Regions from separate parts of the Mus musculus genome. Here all the other regions are linked to region 1. The links are chromatin contacts, called in public promoter capture Hi-C maps. All regions are on one chromosome and are shown on one strand. The core of a region is the stretch at or near the end of the contact, and the rest is flanking DNA. Distances in the headings are between cores, read along the strand shown. Region 1 holds the start of Ppwd1 (peptidylprolyl isomerase domain and WD repeat containing 1). Region 2 holds the start of 3830408C21Rik (RIKEN cDNA 3830408C21 gene). Region 3 holds the start of Ipo11-lrrc70 (Ipo11-lrrc70 readthrough). Region 4 overlaps Ipo11 (importin 11).

Region 1 (6,054 bases), core at 2,020-4,519:
TTTTCTATAGTGGAAAACAACAAAAAAAGAATTATAAGAATTATTTAGTAAATATAGTAGTGGCATAAAGCACCAAGGATTTTTGACAAAATAATTTTGTAAAATATGTTATTCATTGTTCATACTCATAAAGTTTAGTGAAAAGAGCAGGATGCTCTCTATATTCATAAAAAATTCATTCACCCCTCTTGCTTTACTGAAGTAGGATATTACTTGTGTCTGTGATTTATATCATATGTTAAAGAAAAAAAATTTACCAAAATAGCATAGTGTATCAAGTGCCTCTATCTCACTAAAAAAAAAAAAGTTCATAATTTCAAGGTCAACATTTTAATTTCTATATTTGTTTCACTCATAACTCTTAATTATGTATTATTTCTACAGCTATATTCTCTAATTTGGATACTAATTCAGTCAACATCTACTGTCCCAAACAGGTACTAAAATGATTCATGATTTCCTCTAATCTGGCATTTATTAACTTTTGTGTCCTTTAGTTCCAACCTTCTTAGAATCTATTGAATTCACTCTTGCAATGACAGCATTCAGGCCTTCATCAGGCCTTACCAGGATGACTACGAGATTCTCTTAAAGCATCCTGTTTCTGTACTCTTGTCTTAAAACACAACAAAATGGTTGTTTTCATGTAGCCAATCATTTCACAGTGAATTTCAACCTTTTAATGATCTCCCATTGAACCCACTCCACAAAATCCATGTTCTTATTCCAAGCTAATTCTCTACAGTCTCAGTTCACAAGATTTCCTTTTCCTAGTATATATTTTTCCATAAAATCTTACCAAGATTTCTCTAACCTCTTTAAACTATACATTCGGACTTTTCCATTTTTGTCTTGTCCTAATTTCACAGGCTCTTAATTATCCATTTACTTCTTGTAGAAAGGTAACCTTGACTCCTTCATAATGCCTTACACATTTCTCCTAAGTATAGTTTTTTGCATTCTACCATAATACCCTTAATGGTGCATTATATACAATATTATGAATGACCTCTATAAGCAAAAAAAATCTCCCTGAGAACCAAAACTACCATTATTTTTTTTCTCTTTCTATAGCTTATCAAGTATAAAAATTTTTAAAAGAATGCTTTTAGGTATAAAATCTATACAAATAATTTATAAAAAAAATAGTTATGCGGAAACTAACACGGTTTCTTTCCTAAGTCAATTATGTAAAATTATATTAATATATCACTTTTATCTGTTGAAACTTACATCTTCCATGTCTTTCCACATTTCTTCACATTCTTTAATAAGTTCTTCCTCTGTATCTATAACAGCTTCCACATCTGTAATAGTATCTGGATGTACTTCTTGTTTATTCTCTGACATATCCTTTATAGTTTTCTTCACCTTACTGCAACTACTAACGTTAAAAAAAAAAAAAAAAGACACATGCATTAAACAACTATCTGCTGAATGTAGGAGTGACTAAAAAAACAAAAAGTCCTTTTTATCAAAAGAGAAACATGAACACGCACCTGTTGGAGGGAATATTTTCATATAGCCATTATTAAAAAAAAAAAAAGAGTATGGATGTTAGCAAAAATTAGAAACAGAACTACCACAGGATCCAGTAATTCCACTATTAGATATATATCCAAAGGAAACTAGCATGTTAAAAAGATGTTTACAATCTTGTTTACTATAGCACCATTCACAATAGCCCAGATATGTAATCAACTAAGTGTCCACCTAATGAAGAATGGATTTAAATTTTAAAAAGTTCCATTGTAACAGGAGAGTCAGTAGAAAAACAAGAGTGCAAAATTCAGGTAGGTGAGGAGATGTATTGGTAAGAGCTTGTGGAAGGTGTGTTTGAATTACTTCTTCCAACTAAGTGAAATGGAACCTAAGGTGATCCACTGTGAGGAAGTATCAAGGAATTTGAATTTTAAGAGCAGATACAGCCAGGTGGTGTGACCCCTGCCTTTAATCCCAGCACTTGGGAAGCAGAAGCAGAGGCATTCGAATCTCTGTCCTTTCAAGGACAGTCAGGACATAAAAGAAAAATCCTATCTCAGAAGGGGTCAGGGTTCAGAGAAATAGCTTATCACATAAAGGCTATAAGGTTTACAAACAAAATTTTAAGAGGAGAGGGGGAAAGGTTACAGAATGTTGGTTTTTTTTGTTTTTTGTTTTTGTCTTTAAGAAAACTCAAAGAATATAAAGCAACTTTGGATAGTAGCCCACTTTAAATTACTAACTAGTGGCCCAATTAAAACAACAAAAGATAGCATATTAATGAATATAGTCATCCAGGGCAAGGTTACTAGATGGCTGTTGTAAAGATGATAGTGTATCATGAGGTACAGTTAGGTAATTTTAAGGATGTAGAGAGGACCTGTAGTTTACAACATCAGATGTAAATCAGAATAAACACCGCCCCAATGTATTTTTTTACTCATAAGGAATTTTTAAGTCTTAAATTGCTTAACCTGTAAATTACCAACGGAGAAGTGGTACAGGATGCAGCTTTGTTGTTGGAATAGACAGAACACGGTAGCATGCTCCTAGGTTAAAGGTGTCAATAACGCGAAGATGTCAACTCCCCCCAAATTGTCCTCTTTTATCTTAATTAACATCTTAAAGGCGACAAAAACTCTGTCGCACTTGATGAGGAAATTCTAGACCTATACAGAAATATAAAGATCCAGAAATAGCAAAGGCTCATAGACTATATGCTAATCGTCAAACATAGAGCAGGCAGGTGGAGACGCGGGAACGTAACACGCAGGCCCTTCGTGAATTTCTCGCGTCACATACATACACATTCCAAGTCAAAAAGAATATTCTAAATGGGAGGCCACCTTATAAATTACAGTAATTTCAATATATAGTTTAGCTGATAGAAATCTACTTCATTCTTTTTAACAAAAAGTTCCTTCCAACCCCGCCCCTCGGCTTTTTCGGGAAAAAACAGGTAGGTTCTAGAACAGCATTGGCCCGAGAGGCCGAGAAGCGCGAGACCTCCAGTTCGTAAGGCGTAAGCGTCCGATCTAGGGGGTACCTGGGTCCCCCAAACCCGCGAGCTGCCATCCTCCTTGACAGAAAACTGGGGCCTTTGCCAGTCAGAGCCGGTTTCAACTCACTTCAGTCCTCCGGCCTCCTCAGCGCTCTCGTCAACACAGCCAAGCCGCGCTGTTTACGCGCGCTGCTCGCTGATTGGACCAGCTGCGCCCACCGCAGCCAATCAAAAAGCGCTTCCGGCAGCTGACGGACAAAAGCTGCGCCGCGGCTCGGGGAAACCTAGTTCACTCGGTCGTCGCGTCTCTTCTAACGCCTCGGACGACATGGCGACCGAGAGTGGGAGCGATTCGCAGCTGAGGAGGAGAAGGCGCCGAGACCCAGAGGGATCAGAAAAAACGGAACTGAGCGAGCGAGAACCGGCCCTGGCAGTGGCGGGGAGCGAAGAAAATGATGATGAGAATGAAGAGCGCTGGGTCGGGCCTTTACCGGTGGAGGCAACCCTTGCCAAGAAGAGGAAAGGTAGCAGCGGAGAGCCCGCGAGCAAGCTGGACGGCTACTCCGGCCGAGTGGGAGGGTTGATCTCAAGCACGCCCACGGGCGGGAGTGAGATTGTGGGTTTGTGCACTTAGAACGGACGATCTTCACTGCATTTCCTCCCTAAAGAGTGAATTGGTGTTAGTATGGCGTGTTAAAAAAAAAAAAAAAAAAAGGAACACCGTTGATTCCTGACTGTCAGAGATGATACAAACTAGTGCTTGTCTGTATTTCTGTGTTTGGATGCTTTTTTTGACCTCATAGCTGCTGTGTGAAGTTGGAATTCCTAATATTGATTGAGCAGGTGTGGGAAGGAGCTCTCAGAATCATAAACACTTAAGCTTTCAACCCTGACTCGTCTAGTAATGAATTTTCAAACTCAGGGGAAGTTGCTTAAGCTAGCTGGATATGAAGCCATACTCGAGACAATATAGTAAAGTTTTGCCACTAACGTGAATAATAACAAGATTTTATAATATTAAAGTTTGGTAAAGAGATAATATTTACTGTTTTAAAGACTGTTCTAGGAACTTTTTCATAAATGTCTTAGGGTTGTGTGTGTGTGTGTGTTCGTTCGCTCACGCGTTAATCTCAATTCTGACTGTGGAACTATTTAAAAATCTTTTATTTTCAGAACAAAGCCCAAACACCTTAACATGGATTATGAGGCAGTTTGTCTCTCTTTATTTCCCCAAGCAGGACTCCCAATTCTGTCCATTCTCAAAACCCTACCTTGTCCTTGAGCAAGGGCTCCTCTACGTTCCTGTCCAGATACTGTGAAGTGTCTCTATCTGGAGTCATTTCTCTCCTTTAACCATGCTAGCTTTTTAACAGGTCTAGGTTTTAGGTCAGTGCTTTTTGAACATTGGATAGTGACACCCTTTAGTTAGCTCCTTACTTTTTCTGCCCAATCCTGCTTTTGCCTTCGAGGCACTTACTACTTTTTGTAGTTGTGTGTTTACTCATGTGACTTCCTGAACACTACTAGCCTAATCATGTAAGAACAAGGATCTTGTACTTTCGGCTCCAACACTTCAATACAGTGTTTTGCATACAAGTTTAAATGAATATTTTATAACATTTGTGCTGTTATTATTTCACCTAAATATTACTACAAGAACTGCTTAGGTGGAAAGAATGGAAGGATAATTTAGGAAGGAAAACGAAACAAAATGAAAAAGAAAAACCAAACTTTGAAATGCTGACATAGGAAACAAGTGTCTTATGAACAATAGAGTTGGGACAGGAATAGGTATATCATGTGAAAAATCTTTTCCCTTAGCCAGATTTTTTTTTTAAGCCAACCAATGGAGTTTGAGTTTGAGGGAGGATGACAGGTGCTTAGTGATTTAAAATTTTTGGAAATGTAGGCAAGATTAGACTTTTGTGTGTATATGTTCACAATGATATATGGTTGTTTTATAGTACTTTGAGTTAAGCTATTTTTTAAACATTTATTATTATTATTACTATTATTTTATGTGTAAGGGTGTTTTGCAGGCATGTATACTATGTGGGTGTCAGGTATATTATGTGTTGGTGGGACCAGAGAGGTGGGAACGCTTATACTTAGTACAAGAGTGGAGGGCAGAGGACAATGTCACCTTGTAGAGTTGGTTCTCTACATCCACCTTTGTGTGGATTCCAAAGATTGAACTCAGGTTGCCAGAGGCAAGCATTGTTACTCGGAGCCATCTTGCCTGTCTTAAAATAAACTATTTCCTAAGGAAAATAATTATGTCTTTCTCTTCTTTCTGTGCATGTTCCCTTGAATATATTTAAATGAATTAGTGAACAACAAAAGCAATCTGGAATATAGGAAAATATTCACTACAGAAAATTCCAATAAACAACAGCATTAAAAAGATACTGGAGTACCACTTTTATGAAATAAGCAGCCCAGGATTGGTGTGACTCCAATGTTCCTAGGCACGTCCTGCCCTAAGATGACTGGTATATGGCCCTCATTTTCATTGTCCTGGGCTCTTAGAATTAATGCTGTAATCCTAATTAATACCTAGCTCCAAGCTGAAAAACTGAAGAAGGGAAGAAAGGAAAACTTTTTAAGAATGTGTATGTATATATGTGTGTGTGTTTATATACATATACGTATATTATCACAAAATGCTAATCCTAACCCTTACTATACAGTTACTACAAGAACCCAAGAAAGGCCATTTTAAGAAAATTTTACTAGGCACACATAAAAATGGGGATTCTGTTACTAAAAAAAATTTGAAAAGCAATTTGTCATACATAATTTTGAGTGTGCCACATAGCAGTAACAAGAACCTAATAGTTGGTCATGTTTAATTTGCTAGCTTTATATAGGCAAGTTTGATCTTTTTATTTGGAAACAGTGCATTTTCTAAAAATTGATCATGGCTCATCATAAAATTAAGATTTTTTTTTTGATGATCATCGATTTTCCATTTTTCTAGGTGTTATACTTTAGAAAACTATCTGAAAGGCACTCAAGTAGATTTGCTAGGATTTTCTCAACTATAAACAGCTAAGTGTTTTGTTTGTTTT
Region 2 (6,054 bases), core at 2,062-4,561, 2.8 Mb before region 1:
ACAGAAAAATGATGAGTCAGAGAAAGATCTGACACAATAAGATCTGCCCAACTCTCATGAGAAGAGAGAGGAAAAGGAAGCCACTTGAGGGAGAGACCGAGAGCACAGGAGGAGGGGAGTGTGGTACAGGAACACAGTAGTTTGTGGAGAACAAGACAGAATTGAGAGGGAGAACAGAGCAGCACAAAAAGAGAATTGGAAAGAAGAGGGCAGTTTTCCTAGGACAGTTTTACAGAGACAGGTTGAAGAGAGAACAAGCTAGACACAGGTGAAGATAGAATGAGCCAGAGAATGAGAAGGAGCCAGAAGATTGCCAAAGATAGTTCAAGACCAAGCAGAGCAAAAAGCCAGACATGCAGAGAAGCCAGATTGAATCAGTGAGCTTGAGAGGAGTTTGAGACAAAACAGCCGGCCAGAGATCAGAAAGAAAAAGGAAGGGTGAGCTTAGTCGCTTAGTCGGCACAAAGTCTCAGGGGCTGAAAACACGCTAGGTCTAGATTAGATTGTAAGGAGGCTAGAAGCTCCTGGGACAAGGCACAGGTTAGCAGTCGGAAGCAGTAAGCCTCCGAGATGACAATTATTACAAGAGAGTAAAAGTTACTTTTATATTACTTTATGCGACCTATGTTCCATTGGCATTTCAGAACTTTAAACATGGAGGACAAATGACCATAATGCTATGGTTTGAATATGACACAGGCCCCATGGGGCTTTGGCACACACGGTCTTCATCCAGCTGGATGGTACTGTTTCGGTAGACTATGGAAACCTTTGGAACATGGGGCTTAGCTGGTAGATATTGACCAATGGACAAAACTTGAGGCTATATCTCAGCCCAGGGACCAGTCCCATTCTCTGCTCCCTGATCTTCCAACAGGTGAGGTACCTCTGTCACACACTCCCACTGACATGTCTTCCGCACCACAATGGACTGTATCCTTTGAATTCTGGGCAAAACTAAACTTCTCTCCCCTTAAGTTGGTTCTGTCCAGGATTATTCCATGCAATAAGAATTTGTGTGTGTGTGTGTGTGTGTGAGAGAGAGAGAGAGAGAAAGAGAGAGAGAGACAGACAGACAGACAGAGAAAGAGACAGAGACAGAGACAGAGACAGAGAGAGGAGGAGGTGATGAGGAAGGGTTGGAGAGAGGCCCAGTTGTGGGAAGCCACATGTGCCGTTGCAGAGTGGCACTGACTACTGCTGGCCACCACGCATAAGTTTGGACAAACAACCAATGTGTACATATGCAGTAAAGTTTTTTGCAAAGACACTGCCTGGCCCGGGCATGATAATGAGGTTCTGTAAGGTACTGAGAGTATAACCAATCAGATGTGAGACATGCAAATGAGGTATGATAATGAGGTTCTGTAAGGTACTGAGAGAGTAACCAATCAGATGTGAGACATGCAAATGAGGTATGATAATGAGGCTCTGTGAGGTACAGAGAGAGAGAGTAGCCAATCAGATAAGGAACATGCAAATGAGGCGTAGTGCATAACCAATCCGGGTGTGAGACACGCCTCTCCTAGGCCTATAAAAGCAGCACCAGTTCTGGGCTCGGGGTCTCTTCGCCTCTACAATCAAGCTCTCCCAATAAACTTGTGCAGAAGGATCCTGTTGCAGCGTCGTTCTTCCTGGCCAGTCGAGCGCGCGCAAGACCCAGCGATTAAGAGCATTAATCACTGGCTGCTCTTCTAGAGGTCCTGAGTTCAATTCCAGCAACCATGTGGTGACTCACAATCTCCTATAATGGGATCTACTATCCTCTTCTAGTGTGTCTGAAGACAGCTACAGTGTACTCATATAAATATTAACAAATAAATCTTTGAAAAAAAAGAAAAGTTCCTATGTATACATAGTTATAGATCAAACATGTCTATTTACAAAGTGATACTTACCACTTTGCAAGAATCCCTAGGCAGAAGAGTCATCTAGGCTGGAGTGGGTGGAGCAGGTTTTACAAAGACAGTAGGCTTTCAGGGCTAGCAGTTTAGCTCACTTGGTAGAACACTTGCTTGTTGGTGTTGTAGTTGCCTCTCTTTCTGGGATAAAGCACCATGACCAAGACAACCGACAAAACAAAAGTGTTTCACTGTGCTTATGGTTTCCTAGGTTTGAAGTCCATGATGGTGGAACAAAGGCATGCTGGCCTCAACACCTGAGCGCTCACCTCTTGATGCACAAGTAAGAGGTCTAGAAAGCTAACTCTAAATGGTGTCTTTTGAAACCTCAGCGCCTGATCCTAGTGAAACCCTTTCTCTAATAAGGGCACATTTCCTAATCCTTCCCAAACAGTTCCAACAATGGGGACAAAGTATTCAAGCACATGAACCATTCTCATCCACAATGCTCTCATCACGTACAAAGTCCTGGATTCTATCCCCAGTACCACATAAACTAGAAGTGATGGCTCACACCAGTAAGGCATTCAAGATTATCCTCACTACATAGCATGGTTAAGGCCAGCTTAGGTCAAATGACACCCTATCTAAAAAAAAAAAAAAAAAAAAGTAAATAACAAGTGAAAAATGTAGGGAGGTGAGAGGAAGATTTAAATAATCAGGGGGAAGGAGAAGAGATCATATTATCCTAGATCATGGGGGAAGATGAAGAAACCAAGATGCAGGAATGGGCAGGCAGGGAGTAACTGAGGAGAGTAGTAAGTCATTCTACAAAGAATTTACGACAAAGCTGGTGGAGGTTACACTTCAGTTTACACGCTTGTCTACCTGGCCCCCTCTGCTTGGCACTCTCCATGTTGCTGTAGTCAGCTCAGCCACATGACTGCAGAAGAGGCTCATTATTCAACGTTCTTCAAGTCTCTGCTCTGATTTTGAGTCATAGCTGCTGGAGTTAGAGACTAGGGCAAGTAAGCCTTGAGCTCTACTGAAGCAATAGGATAGCAGGACAGGCCCGCTGGTAGCCCAGGAGGGCTTCGCTTTGAATTGCAATGAGCTGGGAAGTAAAGGGCAAGGGGAGGTCTTCGTTCCTACTCAGGGTGGACGACACCCTTTCGACCCTCCATAATTGATGGGAAGCCTGAACCAGGCATGCCCCGGCCTTAATAAGGTTCCTCAAGGACCGGCTGCCCCGGAGTGGCATGCGATCTGACAGCCACAGAAATGCACTGAGCCAGTTCTTTAATCGGTCAGTGCCCCTCAGTCCCGCGCCCCGAAAGCCTCGATCCCACTCGGCCCTCAACCCGTTCCTGCGGCAGCGTGCACGCGGAGCGGGAGCTCTGGAAGGACGTCGCGAGTCGTTTCCCGCGCCTCGTAGGCCGCCGCGTGCGGAATCAAACCCGGCGCGGGTTCGTACCCGGCCGGGCCGCGCGCGCTCCCGTTCCCGTTCCCGTTCCCGCGGACGGCTCAGCCCCGCCCGCCGCCAGGCCGCAGCCGAGCTGGGCGGGGCCGCCTGCAGCCCGAGCGCGCGGGCGCACGGCAGGAAGCCGCGGGCCGCCGGGTGTGCGCAGGCGCGCGGCGCCCCGCCTCTCCAGCGTCCGTAGGGGCGGGCGGCGCGAGCCCTCCCACTCTTCCCCCGCGCCGCCTCACGGCTGCGGCCCTCGCTTCACCCGGACGCCCGGCGTGCGCGCCCGCCCGCCCGCCCGCCCGTCCGCCCGCCCGTCCGCCCGTCCGCCCGCAGGCCCGGGGCTTCAGCCCGCTCGTCCGCCGCCGCTCTCGCCGCGGCCCCGCTCGCGTCCACGCTGCCTCCCGGACCGGCGCGGACGCGGGCCACCGCTGCCCCTCCCGCCGCCACCCCGCCCCCTCCCCGCCTGTTTCGCCCGCCTGCCGCCGCTCCGGATGAGGTGATGGCAACGGCCAACTTCGGCAAGATCCAGATCGGGATTTACGTGGAGATCAAGCGCAGCGATGGTGAGCCGCGCCTCTGGCCGCGTCGGGCCGGCTGCCCCTTTGATTGCTCTACGGGTTGTGGGGGCGGGAAGGCGGCGGCCCGGCGCTTTTGTGTGCGGCGTTGTGCGGGTGAGGCGGGCGTGGGGTCCGCCCGGGCGCCGCTGCAGTGCGGGGCCCCGGCCGCAGGGCGGGAGCCGCTCCCGGGTTCGCGGTCCTCTCCCCCCAGGGGACTCCGTTAGGGTTGCCCGTGCCTCGCGCTGCCTCTACTCTGCCTTTTACCGGTCTCTGCCTCGGTGGCGTGGAAAGGGTGGTAGCGTGAAGATCGGGGATGTCGGCACCGAGAGACCCGACTGGCAGCCAGAGGCCATTGGGGAGCCATCCGGTTGTTGTTAAGTGCTATCCGGTTGTCAGGCCTCTTTGCCTGTTCTCCCCCAAGCATGCTGCTTTCTTCTGCTGATCCAAGTGCAGAGAAGGCTGCACTCGGCCATGAAAAGGGGTGGGGGAGTAACGGGAAAGAAATACTCGGTACGCTTCACCAAGGTGATGCTACTGAAAGGGAAGGAGAGGATGGAGAGAGGATGGACGCAGTCCACGGGAGACACTCCTGAGAGGGTGGGCGACCGGATGTTGATATTTTCACACCCTGGGGAGGTAACTGAGAGAAGTGTAAGGCGAGGGGAAGAGACATGTTTAATTCATTTAAAAAAAAAGACCCATAGGCTGCTTATGGATGTTGCTGTAGGTTCCTCGTAGGGGGGAAATATTTTTATCACTTCTAAGTGTAAAGTGAAAATCATCCATATTGTAAATGAAATAACTGAGTAGAAGGGGATGAATGAAATGCTAGTGTTAGGAATTGATTCTTGACTGCATCTCACTTGTACCCAATTCCTTTTACTTAATTGTGGCCTATTCACCATCCTTTACCGCAATTAATAAGGGCATGGCCAAAACACCCATTTCTTGGTTTCTACCAAATTTGATCAAGTCACATCAGTATACATGAGTAGATTGGTTTTCCTGTTATTTATGATGTGTTGGAAGTGGTTAGTGATTTTTTTTTTCTCTCCCTCTTTGCAGCTGAAGTAATTTGGTAACTGGAAGGATTATTTTGTGTATTATATATTTTTGAGAAAATACATTATAACTTGTAGAGCTTTAGAAGTTACCAAACGGAAAAGGGATACTTTCTTTACTTGGATTGGAGTTTGCTTTATCAATTCTCTGAAGATGACTTTCTTGCAATCATTATGCTGTCTAATGCCATTTTATTTTTTGGTGAATGTAGGTTGGCAGTATGTTAACAAATATAGGACTTACATGTTAATTCAAAACTTGAAGTATAATAAACTGTATATTCTTTACAGTCTTAAAGATCTTAACTAAAATCATTACAAAATAGCTCTATAGTCAAGTGATTTTATCTGAGATGCCATTTTTTTAATTATGCATTGAAGTAATTTTGGTTCTTTGGTGATTCTAGGATATAGGTTTATAATATTCTTTCAGTCTTTAATTTCAGCCTATAGCAGAAATTGTGATACACAAAAGCTTTGTATTTTCAAAAGTATTTTCCTCAGGAAGTAAGTGTGTACATTGTGTATTGTCCTAACTGATAGTGTAAATGCTTATACATCATGTAAATACTTACATAATGCCAGGGAGCCAAAGTAGGTAACTTTGTAAAAACAACATTTAGAATTTCTTAGTTTGGGAGACCTTATGATCTCGGGCTGGCCTTGAACTTGCTTTATAGCTGAGGACCCTGAACAGCTCCTGCTTCCTGCCAATTTGTGAGGTTTCCAGGATCAAGCATTCACTGATTGAACTACATCCTCAGCCCTGAAAATCGGGTGACTTTCAAAGGAAATCACTGGGATTAAAAGTGTTCAGTTCCGTCTCCATGAGACTCTTCCACGTGCTCCTTCTTTTCACTTTCAAGAGGCTGCTTTTGTTTTCCTTCCTTCTATAACAGATCTGTGATAGAGAAAATACTAGTGGTTATTGTAAAAAGTAAAATTAAATAAATAAACCTAGTTGTTGAATAAACACTGATATCCTGAAAACTCAGATCATAGGAGTAAATAAAGAAGGGCCACTTCAGCCTGCTGCTAACCAGGTAATAGATACTGCGCTGCATGTATGATCTTTGTCCCTGATTTCTCTATCAGTGACAGCCATATATTAAGAGATTCCAAAGGCCAAA
Region 3 (6,054 bases), core at 934-3,433, 2.6 Mb before region 1:
CCCCCTGAAATTAGTAGTTAAGGCAATATATAGAAACAGGTAAAGTAGACAGGCTACGGAGGAGAAGGAGTCCTCACGTCGTTCTGATCTTGTCTTGTGTGTCTTCCCTTTATTTTGAATTTAATAGACTTGCCCTTTAACTCTTTCCTGTTTGACTTGTATGATTTAATTGAAAATTGTGTGCATAGTATTCTCTCCCACTTTGTATGTTACTGATAATACTAAAAATAAATTGATAAAAGTCAGAAATCAATGGCTAAACTATGTATAATTATTCAGCTAGAAGACTTTTATTTATTTACTTGTATGTGGACGCATGCGTGAGATAAATATATATGTATGTGTGTGTGTGTATGTATGTATGTATGTATGTATATGTGTGGCACATATATCGAGGGCACAGGACAACTTGAGAGTTGGTTGTGTCCTTTCACCTTGTGGAGACAGGGTCTCTCTTTTTTTCTGCCACGCTGTATACTCTAAGCTGCCTGGCTTGAAAGCTTGTAGACAGCTCTCTTGCTCTCACCTCTGACTCAGAATAGGAGGATGAGATGCATGAGGTGCGTGCCACTGGATCTGGCTTCCTTATATGGTGCTGGGGTCCAACTCAGGTCACCAGGCTTGTATGCCAAGAGCTTTACCTTCTGAGCGGGCTGCCTGGCTCCTAAATCTTTATTTAAATAAAAAATTACGTTATATTCAGATTACTTTTCATGCCAAAGTATTCAAATTAATTCAGACATTCATATAGAGTAAAAAGTAATTCAGGAACATCTACTTTTACTCTTCCGCAACTCATTCCCTCCCTCCCCCCTCCCTCCCTCCCCCCCCTCATGTGTCATATGTAAACACATTGGTGTGTGTGTGTGGTGTACATTTGCACATGTGTTTGAAAACCAGAGTTCATCTTTTTTTTCAAGATAGAGTCTCTTGCTGATTTAGGTAGGATGCTGTCCAGCAGACCTCGGGATCCCCTCCTGTCTCTGCCGTCCCAATGCTGGGGTCTGAGTATATGGAACCACATCAGCTTTTTTGACATGGGTGCTGGTGGTCTGAGCTCAAGTGTTGATGCTTGCATAGTAAGCATCTTACCTACCCAGTCATCTCCCCAGTCTCTTCTCCCTAACTTTTTATCCAGGGATAAACTCTGTTAATAATTTGGTAAGGGAGTTTATGTTACTTTCCAACCCAGGGCATGGCCTTAATTTCCTCAATTAATTGATAGTAATCAGTATTTTCTAAACAAAAAATATTTTTAAAAATTCAAAATATTAGAATATTGTGTTAATATTTTGTTCATCCTAAATTATTTACTAACTTTATGTTCTTTTAAAAATCAATAAGTCTTCAGTAAGTATTTGAAAATAAATAGGACAATGCGCTTAAAAATTCTTGGTGTGGTAGTACATGCCTTTAATTACAGACTCAGGAGGCAGAGTCAGGCAGGTCTCTTATGAGTTCAAGGCAAACCTGGCTTTTATGTATAGAGGGTTCCAGGCTGGCCATGATTACATAATGAGACTCTGTCTCAAATGTTTTTATAAAGATCACTTTATTTTATATACTCCTATTTCAGTGTGCTTTTGATTTAGTGACTGTGATATTGAGCAGGGGAATGTCTGTCAGTAATGTACTTGGCTTCCGATCCTCAACACCTACCTTCAAAATCCAGCTGTGGTCCTAACTCTGGGGAGTAGCAACTGTCTGAGAAACTGTCTGTGAGCTCAGATTGTGAGAACCTAGCTTAACAAGCAAGTTATAGGGTAACAGAGGGGGACACTGGTGTCAATTCTGACCTTCACGCACGCGTGCAGGCATGCACGCACACACAAACACAGAGACAATATGTGTTGTTGATAACTAGAGACTTCTTATTTAGATTTTTGAATACCTCAAGTTTTCAGACATTTGGCTTTAAAATCCTCTTTCAAGTTATAGGAATTACTTAGGTGTATATATTAGGAAAACTGAGTGCGTTCTGAAAAAAAAAATACTTTCCTGAGACTTCCTTTCAACAATACTTTTGAAGCACAGATAAACTTGCTTCCTGTCTCTCAGTTTCCTGTATCCATGGCAACCCCTGTTTTACACATTGGCTGTAGAGGAACCAGTGTGAAGAGTGGCGTTTCCTGCATAGCCATGGCTTTAAAATTCAAAAAACGGTGGAGTGCTGGCGGTCAGCAGTGCCCAGAGGAACTGAGTTAAAGAACGGAGCTCTGCAGAGTTAAAACAAAGCCTTAAAGCCACGTGATGATACGAGTCCCGTATCCTTGGTAAGATTATTTAAGTACAGTTGTTTAGCCGAAAGAACCTGGTGGAAAAGTACAGCCTGCTTTTTCTGTTCGTATTTTCCTAAGTTATTATTTGATGTTAGGCTTCATATAGGTTATGGGGCATGTATCCAAAAATCGTTATCCTCACGTCATTTGTTATGTGTGTCAGAGTCGGTTCTAAAAGTTTATCTTAGCAAACATATTTTAGTTTGTTGAGTTTGAATTATCTTTGCTAAAGAATTGATTTCATAGCTGTGTTAGCAGTTCATACTGTCACCCATAATATGTGTTAACACGCGGTTTTGGCTTATCCTACTTTAAATGGACTATTGAAGTTTCAGTATTTTGATACTTTTGTTTTAAGACCTTTCTGACAATTTAAAATTTTGTCTTTGGAGTCAGTTCTGATGTGGAAAAAGAAGTTAGGTTGGGTTACATGTGGATTTTTATTTTCTCTTCCTTGCCTGTGTTTATTTCTGGTTGCTACCTGCTCTTTTTTTTGTTCGTTTGTTTGTTTTTAATATCATTATTGTTATTTGTATTCTTACCAACTCTAAATGGAAGACAGACTACCCCAGTCCTTTCACATTCCTTAGAATTTTCCTAAAGGTCCAGTTTTTCTGGATTTGGGAATAATGTTTCATGTTAGTGAAATTGGATTATTTAATTCTTTTCCAGAATTCTATTTGGGTAACTATCACGTATGAATATCTTAAAGGCTTTGTTCAGTTAAGCCATTTGTATTTTCTATCTTTAAACAGTTGTATAAATTGCTTAGCGCCTAAGGGGTGATGAGATGTTCATAGTTTATATTTGTGGTCTAACTGGGTGTCTTTTGTTCTAAGGACATTGATTGGTGGTGTGTAAAAGTCTACACTTACCGAGAACTCACCACTGTCCTAGACATAGTTGGTATACTTGTTCTGTTCCCAGATTCTTTTTATTGAACAATAAAAATTTAAGGACATAGATCTCAGACTTTCAATGTCTTATCTCTCTTCATTTTTTGTATCTAGAAAGTAATATCTTAACAAAAGTAACATTAAATGTTGTTACAAATCTTGAGACTGTCTTTAAGTTACCTTTTTGAATCATGACAGCCTTTTGCATTTATCAGTGAGCTATTAATGTAAATTATTCCCTCCTGAAGCGTGTAAAGATCATAAATGTCACTAGGATTGGGTTTAGTAAAATTAACAACCTTAAACATTTGACTTTAACTGAGAGTTATTTTAGAAATTGTAAACCTGATACATTTAGCTTGTTAAGCAATTTATTGTAAATTAGAAACAAGCATCTTAACATAGATAATAATACATTTGAACCTCTGGGAGCATCTTGAAGATCCTTAATCTGTCATTTAATAATCTTACAGAATTACATCCAAGGGTCCCTAAGCCATTGTCTTCATTGACTCCTCTTCAGGCAAATTCCAATTTTGAGAATACAAACTTTTGGGTCTTCAAGAGTGGCTAGCCTCGTCAGCCCTTGCTGTAAACATCTGTTATCAGAATCCCATATCTATGTGTGGCAGAACATTATGTTATATTAAATGGACTAACATTACAAATTGCCTTTACCTTGGACCAATATATCCAGAACTTGGGCTGTAAAATCTCTTCTATTCATCACACGACCACTGCACTAATGATGGCCTGGCATAAAGTAAGCACAAGTGGGAACCCGTTGGAAAGCCCTGTGGCGGAGAGCAGTCGCGTCTGGGAACCGGCCCGAGCTTCCCCGGCCAGTAGACCTTTTCAAGAGAGTACACTTGCTAATGCACTGGAGACGACCGCAGTTGTGTCTGCGCAGACACAGCTCACTTCTGTTACCTTGACCTCGGAAAAAAACACTGCTCTACCAATTGATGCCTCTTCTGTGTCAGGAAAAGCATCTCTCATTTGTACACAAGAAGTTGAGAAGTTGAATGAGGCCTTTGACTTTTTGCTAGCTTTTTTCATCTTAGCTTGTGTTTTAATCATTATTTTGATCTACAAAGTTATTCAGTTTAAACAAAAACTAAAGGCTCTAGAAGACTCAGTGGAAAATAGACTCGAGTATTACAGCTTTTATCAGTCAGCAAGGTACAATGTAACTGCCTCGGTTTGTAACACCTCCCCGGATTCTCTGGAAAGTTCTGGCTTGCAGCAGATTGGACTTGATAAACAAATTGTTCCTGAAAATGGGGCACAAGTCATTCTCTTTGAACATTCTGCTTTATGACTCAACTAAATATTGACTATAAAAAACTCCGTAGTGCCATGTGGCCATAAAATTTAATCCTTCTCATAGAATTATGTTAGGATTGTTCAAGTGTTTATAAATAATTTGAATAAAGTGTATTCGTTCTGCATATATTTTCTTTGATACTGTACCAAGATAAGTAGCCAACTTTCTGGGTACTAACATCATGTTAAATATGCCACAAATCATGTTTATCTCTAAAGTCTTGTAAGGTTGTAATATCTATATTAAATTACACATAAGGAAAAATGGGAGAGAGTTTAACTAATTTTTCAGAATCCTCATGACTTACGGTGTGTTTTAGCTCTGACTTGAGCCGAAGCTTTAATTTTATGCTTTGGTGCTGCCTAGGCACTAAGATTACAGTATTGAAAAACTAGATGTGGTTCCTAGTCTTGCTAGAACTCAAACCCAGAAGAAGACCCACGATTAGTATGCAGTATGCTAAGTGCTGTTCTCGGAAGCACTTTTGAATATGTGGTGATGAAGGGTAACTTTATGAAAAAAATAAGCATTAAAACTATCATTCTGTGCATAGACACACCTCTTGGTGCTCAAGAGGCAGAGGCAAGCAGATTGTGTGAGTTCTAGGCCTGCCAGGGTTATATAGTAAGGCCATGAGCCAAAACCAAGACAGAGCAGCAGCCACAACAAATACACTTTATCAGCAAACAGATTAACCCAGTAAAGAGAGCTGTCAGAAAGGGTACCATGTTAGAAAGATGAATGAACAAGAAAGAATACTGCTTTTCAGGACCTAAAGTCCTGACAAGATTTGCATCTATATAGATAGGTCAATGATTAAAGGCTATTATAATTTCATGCTTTATTCTGAGGGCCACTGGGAGCCCTTGAGAAATTTATCCACTGGAGAGATACTATGGAATTCACCCTCTTATAGAAAAAATTCACTCTTTGTGGAAGGAACAACATTAAGAAGCAGAACTATTAACTGGTGAGAGATGCCAGTGTAGTAGTGGGCAGGATGGATAGAAAGTTACTCTGCCAGTCTGATGACCTGTTTTGGTAATTGATTGAGGGGAGCTAAAAGATGTCCCGCTTTTGCCGTAGGCAATTCTGTACTCCATTCTGGAAGCTAAGGGATGATGTTGAGGCGGGTGGGCCAAGAGGCTCAGTTTTGAATGAGTAGGATTTCAGGTTCCTGTAGAGTTGATATCCCTGTATGCATACCTGGCAAGCAGCAGCTCAGGATCAGGGTTTATCTGGGAAAGCTCACTTACCATCTAACCATTGAAAGTAAAAACAAACCAAGCCACTTGCTGCCAAGACAACTAAGCAAGGAAGATTGGGACTCGAGTGTTTAGACGCTTTAATATAGATATTTATTAGAGGAAATCAAGTAATGCAGTGATTTTCTATATTAGTACACGTTTGAAGTTAGATGCAAATAATATTAAGCAATAGTTTAATAAACAAATAATAAATGTTTGTGATAGTTTATCCTGAACCACAAGTAGATGATCAGCTACGTTTGTTCTTCCTCTTGATCCAATTTTTATACTTTATTAAAAAGTTA
Region 4 (6,054 bases), core at 1,452-3,951, 2.6 Mb before region 1:
CAACTTCTTCTAGAAACCATTTCAAAGCATTTGTCCCTTTTATCTGCTTGAGCAGAGTTCCATAAACATGCCCCTTAATGAGCCATCATTGCCTAGGCGAATAGGACTGCCATGATTTGTATTGTTGAGTGCTGGCTGGACCTGGGGCTAGCCATTTCAGAAGGGTATGCTGGCCGGGAAGCAGTGAAGCCCGCCCGGTGGCTTCCGTTCTGATAGGGATGGAGGGTGAGGCGATGCTCAGTGGTTAGCTCTTCCTAGCATGCCTGCAGCTCTGAGTTCCATCTCCAGTACTGCAGCAAAACTAAATGAAAGGGAGGAGGATGATGATGTGCAGTGGCCATTTTTAATATTTCCAGTTCAGTTTTACGTAATTTGTGCTGATTAGTTTTTTGTGACCTTGACACAAGTGAGGGTCATTTGGGAAGGGAGATCTACAATTGAGAAAATGCCCTATTCCGATTGCCCTGTAGGCAAGTCTCTGTAATATTTTCTTAATTAATGATTGTTGTTGTAGGATGGCCTAAACTACAGGGTGTAGTGCCACCCCAGGCAGGTGGCCCTGGGCTGTGTAAGAAAGCAAGCTGAGAGATCCTGGGGAGAAAGGCAGTGAGCAGTGCCCCTCCATGGTCTCTACTTCCCTTCTCCAGGTTTCCTGCCTTGAACTCAAGGCCATTTTCTTCATACTGTTCCCCTGGGTCAAATTTGAAGCATCTAAATTTGGTACACTGAAATACGGAAAAGTTCATTTAGGCTAGGAAAAGTTTAAAGGACACTTAATATATGTTTGTAAAGCCATTCCTTTCTCACTGAAAAAATAACAGGTGACTTAGGGCAGAGAACACTTAAAGAATTGATGTTTCTTACCAACATTTGTCTGTTGGGTTTGACATTTTTGAGTTTTTTGTTGAGAAAGATTGTAATTTAGCATCCTAGTGCCTGGAGATACTCAGTAATTTCTGCTCAGGTGTGTAATGGAGGAGTGGCTGGATGTATTCACAAGAGAGTTGTTATTTTAAATGATTATTGATAGTATTTTATGACTATAACTATTATTAGATTAAAAGCCTCCATATGTTTTTGCTTATTAGAAATCTCATCTTGTGCATTCCAATTAAAGTGTGACAGCTTGCCTTTAATCTTTGTTAACAAAATGAAATTTTACTTTCAGTTGGAGCTTCAGAAGATAGTTTCAACTTTATGCTTTTCAGTAACAATTTTTTGGTGTTTTGTTTTTTGTAATATATAGCTCAATGGTACATTGAACATACATAGTCCATCCTGAGTCAGAAAAACAAGGTATAGTTTTACAGCTTTCACAGACGTGAATGAGTATAATTGTTCTTTAGGTAGTTTTTGGTCATGAAAGGAAGGGAGGGAGGGAGGGAGGGAGGTAATGAGGGAAGGAAGAAGGGGAGGAAAGAAAGAAAGAGGAAGAAAGGAGAGAAAGGAAAAAAGAGAAGAGAAGAGAAGATCTTAGTCGGGGATTTATTGCTTCAAAGAAACACCATGGCCACCAAGAAAGTTAGGGAGGAAAGGGTTTATTCAGCTTACGCTTCCAGACCATAAGACTTTGTTGGAGGAAGTCAGGACCTGAGCTCAAGCAGAGATGGAACCTGGAGGCGGGAGCTGATACAGAGGCCATGGAGGGTGCGCTTACTGGCTTACTTTCCATGGCTTGTTCAGCCTGCTTTTTTATATAACCCAAGACCACCAGACTAGGGATGGTATCACCCACAGTGGGCTGGGTCCTTCCCCATTTATCACTACTTGAGAAAATGCCCTACAGCTGGATCTCATGGAGGCATTTCCTCAACTGAGGCTCCTTTCTCTGTGATAACTCTAGCTTGTGTCAAGTTGACACACAAAACCAGCCTTAGATAACCCCCCCCCTCACACACACACACACACACACACACACACACACACACACACACACACACACACCAGATTCTTCATTGTGCTAAATCCTTTGGCATCAATGAAGGCAGGGCAGAACATTTTTACTATGTAAGTAGCAGACCTGAAATGATGGCTCTGTGGTTAAGAGCACTTGCTGTTCTTCCAGAGGACTTGAGTTCAGTTCTAAGCACCCAGATTAGGCAGCTCACAACTGCATGTAACTCCAGCTGCAGGGGTATTGGGCATCACAGGCACTGTATTCATGTGGCATAGACTCACAAATAAAAAATTAGTCTCTTTCTCTTTTTTGCTTTGTTTTGTTTCTTGAGACAGGGTTTCTCTATGTAGTCTTGGCTGTCCTGGAATTCACTGTAAACCAGGCTGGCTTCAAACTCAGAGATCTGCCTACTTCTGTCTCCTGAGTGCTGGGATTAAAGTCGTGCATAATCACTACTAGGCAAAAGTAAATCTTAACAAAGAAGAAGATGAAGAAGGAAAGGAGAAGCAGCAGCAGCAGCAAGCCAACATGTTTTGTTTGTTTTGTGGTGCAGAAGAATTTGAGACCAAAGGAAAGAGGGAGAGGGGCTTGCATAAAGACCAGTATGTGTTGCAGTTGAATTAAAATCTAGTTGGCATAAAGTGGCCATAGATGGAGCCATCTTACTCAGTTCTGAATTTCAGCCAGGGATCCAGACTCCCTTCTGACCTCTCCGTTCCTGCCCGGGTGCTTGAGCATTGCCTGTGCTGTATCATCTCAGCAGACCCAAGCACTGCGACTCAGAAAGACAGGCAGTGAGTGAGTTGGAGGCCCAGCTTCCTTGTTTTCAGGAGTGACTGGGAAAGGTGCAGGGTTCCCAGAAGCTGTTGTTGCTAATGGCGGGGAAGGACACCCAGGTCTGCTGTGACAGGGAGCCTGGTACATTTCTGATACTAGCAGTTGGCCTCAATCCTAAATTAATTTTTGAATAGTTGACTTTGGTACTGTCCTTCCCCTCAATTTGGTGTAAAACATTAAGAGAAACCAAATCCTCTCTGCCGCAGTCTGTTGGTTAGAACCGTAAAGCTCTGACAAGTTTCTGAGTTCTCCTTTTCAAAATTAGGAAGCTGCGGGTTTGTTCCACTGATGGTGATTCGCCAGACGGCATTCATTTCTTGTCTCCCTATAATGAGTGTTGGAGGCGCAGGAAGCTATGCTTCTATTTCCTCTGCTAATGTTTGAGAGCAGTGGTGCAGATAATCAAAATGAAATGATTTCTAACTGTCCTGGAGCCATGGGTGCCACTGGGGACAAGTTCCTCATAGTGGAGAAATTTCATTTGGAGCATGCAGTGGATCGTTGGGTAATCAGTGGTTTGACGATGCTCTGTTAACGTCACTGCATGTATAGTCACAGATGGATGCACAGGAGCTTAGGGGAGGTGGCTTCAGCGTAATTCTTGATGGTTTGTTGGTTTGTCTTGTTTTGTTTTTTAAAGAAAGATATAAATTGTCTTTTGACTGATAGTTGATTCAAAAGCTTCCTAGAAAGAACCTTTTAAAAATTTATCATGTGTTTATATTTTCCCTCCCTTAAGTAGCTCAAGTTAATCTTGGGATACTGATCTTCCTGCCTTGTTCTCATAAGTTATAATTCACTGTATCAAATGCCCAAGTTAAGTGTTCCACATTCCCTTTGCTGTGGCCTATTTTAAAATGGGGAGTTTGTAAAATATACTACTAAGAAAGCCTTTCTGGTGTATATGTGTTTCTGGTGTATGTGGTGTGGAAGCAAGAGACCAATGGTGAGTGTCTTCCTTAAGATTCCCACCTCAGGTTTTGATACAGTGTCTCTCTCTCTCTGAGCCTAGAGCTCAGCAGTCCTGCTACCCCACTGGCTAGCAAGCCCAGTGATGCTTCAGTCCTGCCTCCGCCCTGCCTCGCTAGTGCTGGGTTTAGGAGTGTGCTGCTGCTGCTGCTGCGCCCAGCTTTTTTTACATAGATTCAGGGATCGAACTCAAGTCCTTGTGCTACGTAGCAGATATCCTTAACCGAGTCAGCTCCCCAACCTAAAAACAAAACACAACCAAAACCTTTAAAAAGTATAAATCTTACTCATTTATCTAATCGACTCCCCTTTGTTAGAGAGAAGCATGCATGTTCTCAGTAATTTTGAGGAGTTGCATTAGTATGGTGCAGGCATTTTTACTTAAACTATGGTGCTTATTTTCAATTGTAGTTGTATGTTGATGTCTCAACACGAGGAACCGAAAGTAACAGAAGATGAAGAGCCACCCACAGAACAAGACAAGAGGAAAAAGATGGTAAGTTACAAGCATGACCAGTGATCACCATGCTGCTATATGGAATGTTGGTCTGTTCGCCTGTATATCTGCCATTCATCCCTTGTTGAAGAAGTTAAGTATCTGAGCTTTACTCCTTGGTTAGGAAATCATTCTGAGATAGCTGATCCAGTCTGAGAAAAGCAGAAGTTTTGCTCAAAAAAACAAAAAACAAAAAACAAACAAACAGGCTGGAGAGATGGTTAAGAGCACTGGCTGCTCATCGAAGTTCAATTCCCAGCAACCACATGGTGGCTCATAATCACCTATAATGATATGTAATAACATCTATAATAATATCCTGGCCTACAGGCATACATGCAGCCAGAATGCTGTATACATAATAAATAAATAAATCATTATTAAAAAAAAACCAAAAATACAGGACTCAACAAGTTTATTTAAGTTTAAAAAAAAGAAAAGAAAACAAAAATAAAACTTTTGAGGAGACATAGTGGATTGTTTTCTTATTCTTTCTTTATTTCTTATTGTTTCCTTGTTATATTATTAGCTTTATAATGATCCTTCTATGATCTGTATCACAAGGCATTATAAAATGCCCTGCCTGCTAGCCGTTAGGTCTTGCATAAGAATCTGATAAGAATAAAGAGCTGGAAGCTAAGAACTTGTGAAGTGCATTGCCTTGAAGTTTATGTACAGTGTTTAATACGTACTCTGCCCAGGAGAGTGAATAGACACAGTGAGCTTTGGGAGCCTCTTCTGCTCTCCTGGCTTCACTGCGCTGCCTTCCTCTCTTGCGAAATGACAGCAGCAATGTCACCCACCCCAGGAGCACACAAGTGCGCATGTAACACCCTCGGGACCAAGGCAGGCCGACTGTTGTTTTAAGTGCGCTAATCATGATTTCATCTTGTTATTCTATTCAGTCCTTCAGTGATCTTATGTTAATCTCAAGGATGTAATCCTAAATTTATGGTCAGTGCCGAACTGCTCTAATCGACTTGGTTTAAACCAGTCTACTCCATTACACTTTGTCTTTACTCATAGTAGCAGCCACCACCCAGTGGCTGGTTAAAGGATGGTGATGACTCTTCCTCCTCCCCCTCCTCCCTGTCTTCTTCCTCTTCCTCCTCTTTTCCTTCCTTCTCCTCCTTCTGTTGTTGTTGTTGTTACTGTTGTTGTTGTGATCCTATCTCTAGCCAAGGAATGATTCTTCACTCCAGAATTTACGTCCTTTTTGTGTAGCGACTTGTGACCTTGAAGAGATTACCTTGACTTTTTAGACTGGTTTTGCCTCATTGGTGACATCAGAAGACAACTGGGTTAGTAGATTGCCAGGGCCTGTCAACTAAAATCCTTTTTTGATTCATTTTAAAAGCCCTTAATGCCATTCTTTCCTTAATGAATATATTCCCAGAAACACCCCTCCTTTAAACTGAGACTTGGTGGTATCCTAAAATGGAACATGTCTTCTCTTGACTTATAACAGTGAGAGCCTCTGACGTAACTTATTTGGCCTTTCCAATTCTTGCCCTCCTATTCTCAACTTTAAAAGCATTGGACATACCATTATTGCCACAGAAAAGTGTGATAGCATTTTCCTCACAACATCTGAATTATAAATGAATAATAGGTGTTCTGTTATTAGCTTCCATGTATGCTATATTAATTTTTTTTAAATCTGGTAGATTTATCCTTAGCAAGTTAAACTACCCAAATCTGTGTTTCATTTTGTATTCAATTTTCAGTCATATTACGTAATGGCTTAGGCCTGGTGTGGGCTTTGGAAACCCTACAGCCCTGGTGACGCACCTACCTCATCAAGAACACAGCTCCCAACCCTTCCTTAACAGTTAGTTCTACTAACTAGGAACCA

Evidence for each region. Promoter capture Hi-C pulls out the DNA fragments that hold promoters and counts their contacts.
Region 2: a contact with region 1 is called in a promoter capture Hi-C map of pre-B cells, with 6 times the contacts expected there. The contact joins the promoter of 3830408C21Rik here to the promoter of Ppwd1 in region 1. A contact is called at or near these places in 4 of 39 promoter capture datasets (embryonic stem cells, liver, pre-B cells and 1 more), 2 of 484 Hi-C or Micro-C datasets (B cells and muscle stem cells), 3 of 115 datasets of contacts at active chromatin or transcription factors (astrocytes, embryonic stem cells and large pre-B cells) and 2 of 9 other capture datasets (adipose tissue and liver).
Region 3: a promoter capture Hi-C map of hippocampal neurons shows a contact between it and region 1, with 6 times the contacts expected there. The contact joins the promoter of Ipo11-lrrc70 here to the promoter of Ppwd1 in region 1. A contact is called at or near these places in 9 of 39 promoter capture datasets (the 3T3-L1 cell line, 3T3-L1-derived adipocytes, cranial neural crest and 5 more), 1 of 484 Hi-C or Micro-C datasets (CD4 T cells), 2 of 115 datasets of contacts at active chromatin or transcription factors (astrocytes and embryonic stem cells) and 2 of 9 other capture datasets (adipose tissue and embryonic stem cells).
Region 4: a contact with region 1 is called in a promoter capture Hi-C map of pre-B cells. The contact joins the enhancer-like site here to the promoter of Ppwd1 in region 1. A contact is called at or near these places in 4 of 39 promoter capture datasets (the C10 cell line, embryonic stem cells, hippocampal neurons and 1 more), 2 of 115 datasets of contacts at active chromatin or transcription factors (embryonic stem cells and pro-B cells) and 1 of 9 other capture datasets (adipose tissue).

The regions. Positions count from the first base shown.
Region 1 is chr13:104,226,059-104,232,112 of GRCm38.p6, reverse strand. Ppwd1 (peptidylprolyl isomerase domain and WD repeat containing 1) reads left to right here and starts at 3,269. Exons shown (of 11, transcript NM_172807.4): 1 at 3,269-3,507. The coding sequence starts at 3,312. It overlaps Cenpk (centromere protein K), which reads right to left and starts at 3,147. Exons shown (of 10, transcript NM_001377093.1): 1 at 3,111-3,147; 2 at 1,234-1,384. The coding sequence starts at 1,350.
Region 2 is chr13:107,019,827-107,025,880 of GRCm38.p6, reverse strand. It overlaps 3830408C21Rik (RIKEN cDNA 3830408C21 gene), which reads right to left and starts at 3,311. Exons shown (of 4, transcript NR_015471.1): 1 at 1,899-3,311. Kif2a (kinesin family member 2A) reads left to right here and starts at 3,526. Exons shown (of 21, transcript NM_001374727.1): 1 at 3,526-3,869. The coding sequence starts at 3,806.
Region 3 is chr13:106,832,431-106,838,484 of GRCm38.p6, reverse strand. Ipo11-lrrc70 (Ipo11-lrrc70 readthrough) reads left to right here and starts at 2,183. Exons shown (of 4, transcript NR_165805.1): 1 at 2,183-2,273. All of the region lies in intron 27 of Ipo11 (importin 11), which reads left to right. It overlaps Lrrc70 (leucine rich repeat containing 70), which reads left to right and starts at 2,183. Exons shown (of 2, transcript NM_001378597.1): 1 at 2,183-2,273; 2 at 3,649-4,766. The coding sequence starts at 3,921. The coding sequence ends at 4,496.
Region 4 is chr13:106,810,353-106,816,406 of GRCm38.p6, reverse strand. It overlaps Ipo11 (importin 11), which reads left to right. Exons shown (of 30, transcript NM_029665.4): 29 at 4,115-4,199. It overlaps Ipo11-lrrc70 (Ipo11-lrrc70 readthrough), which reads left to right. Exons shown (of 4, transcript NR_165805.1): 3 at 4,115-4,199. Among named protein-coding and RNA genes, the nearest start is that of Ipo11-lrrc70, 23 kb to the left of the region's middle. Within about 2 kb of position 2,701, at least 87 of the 459 cell types and tissues checked have an H3K27ac peak or open chromatin away from gene starts, as enhancers often do. A contact at or near this core is called in adipose tissue and pre-B cells, where this site is marked.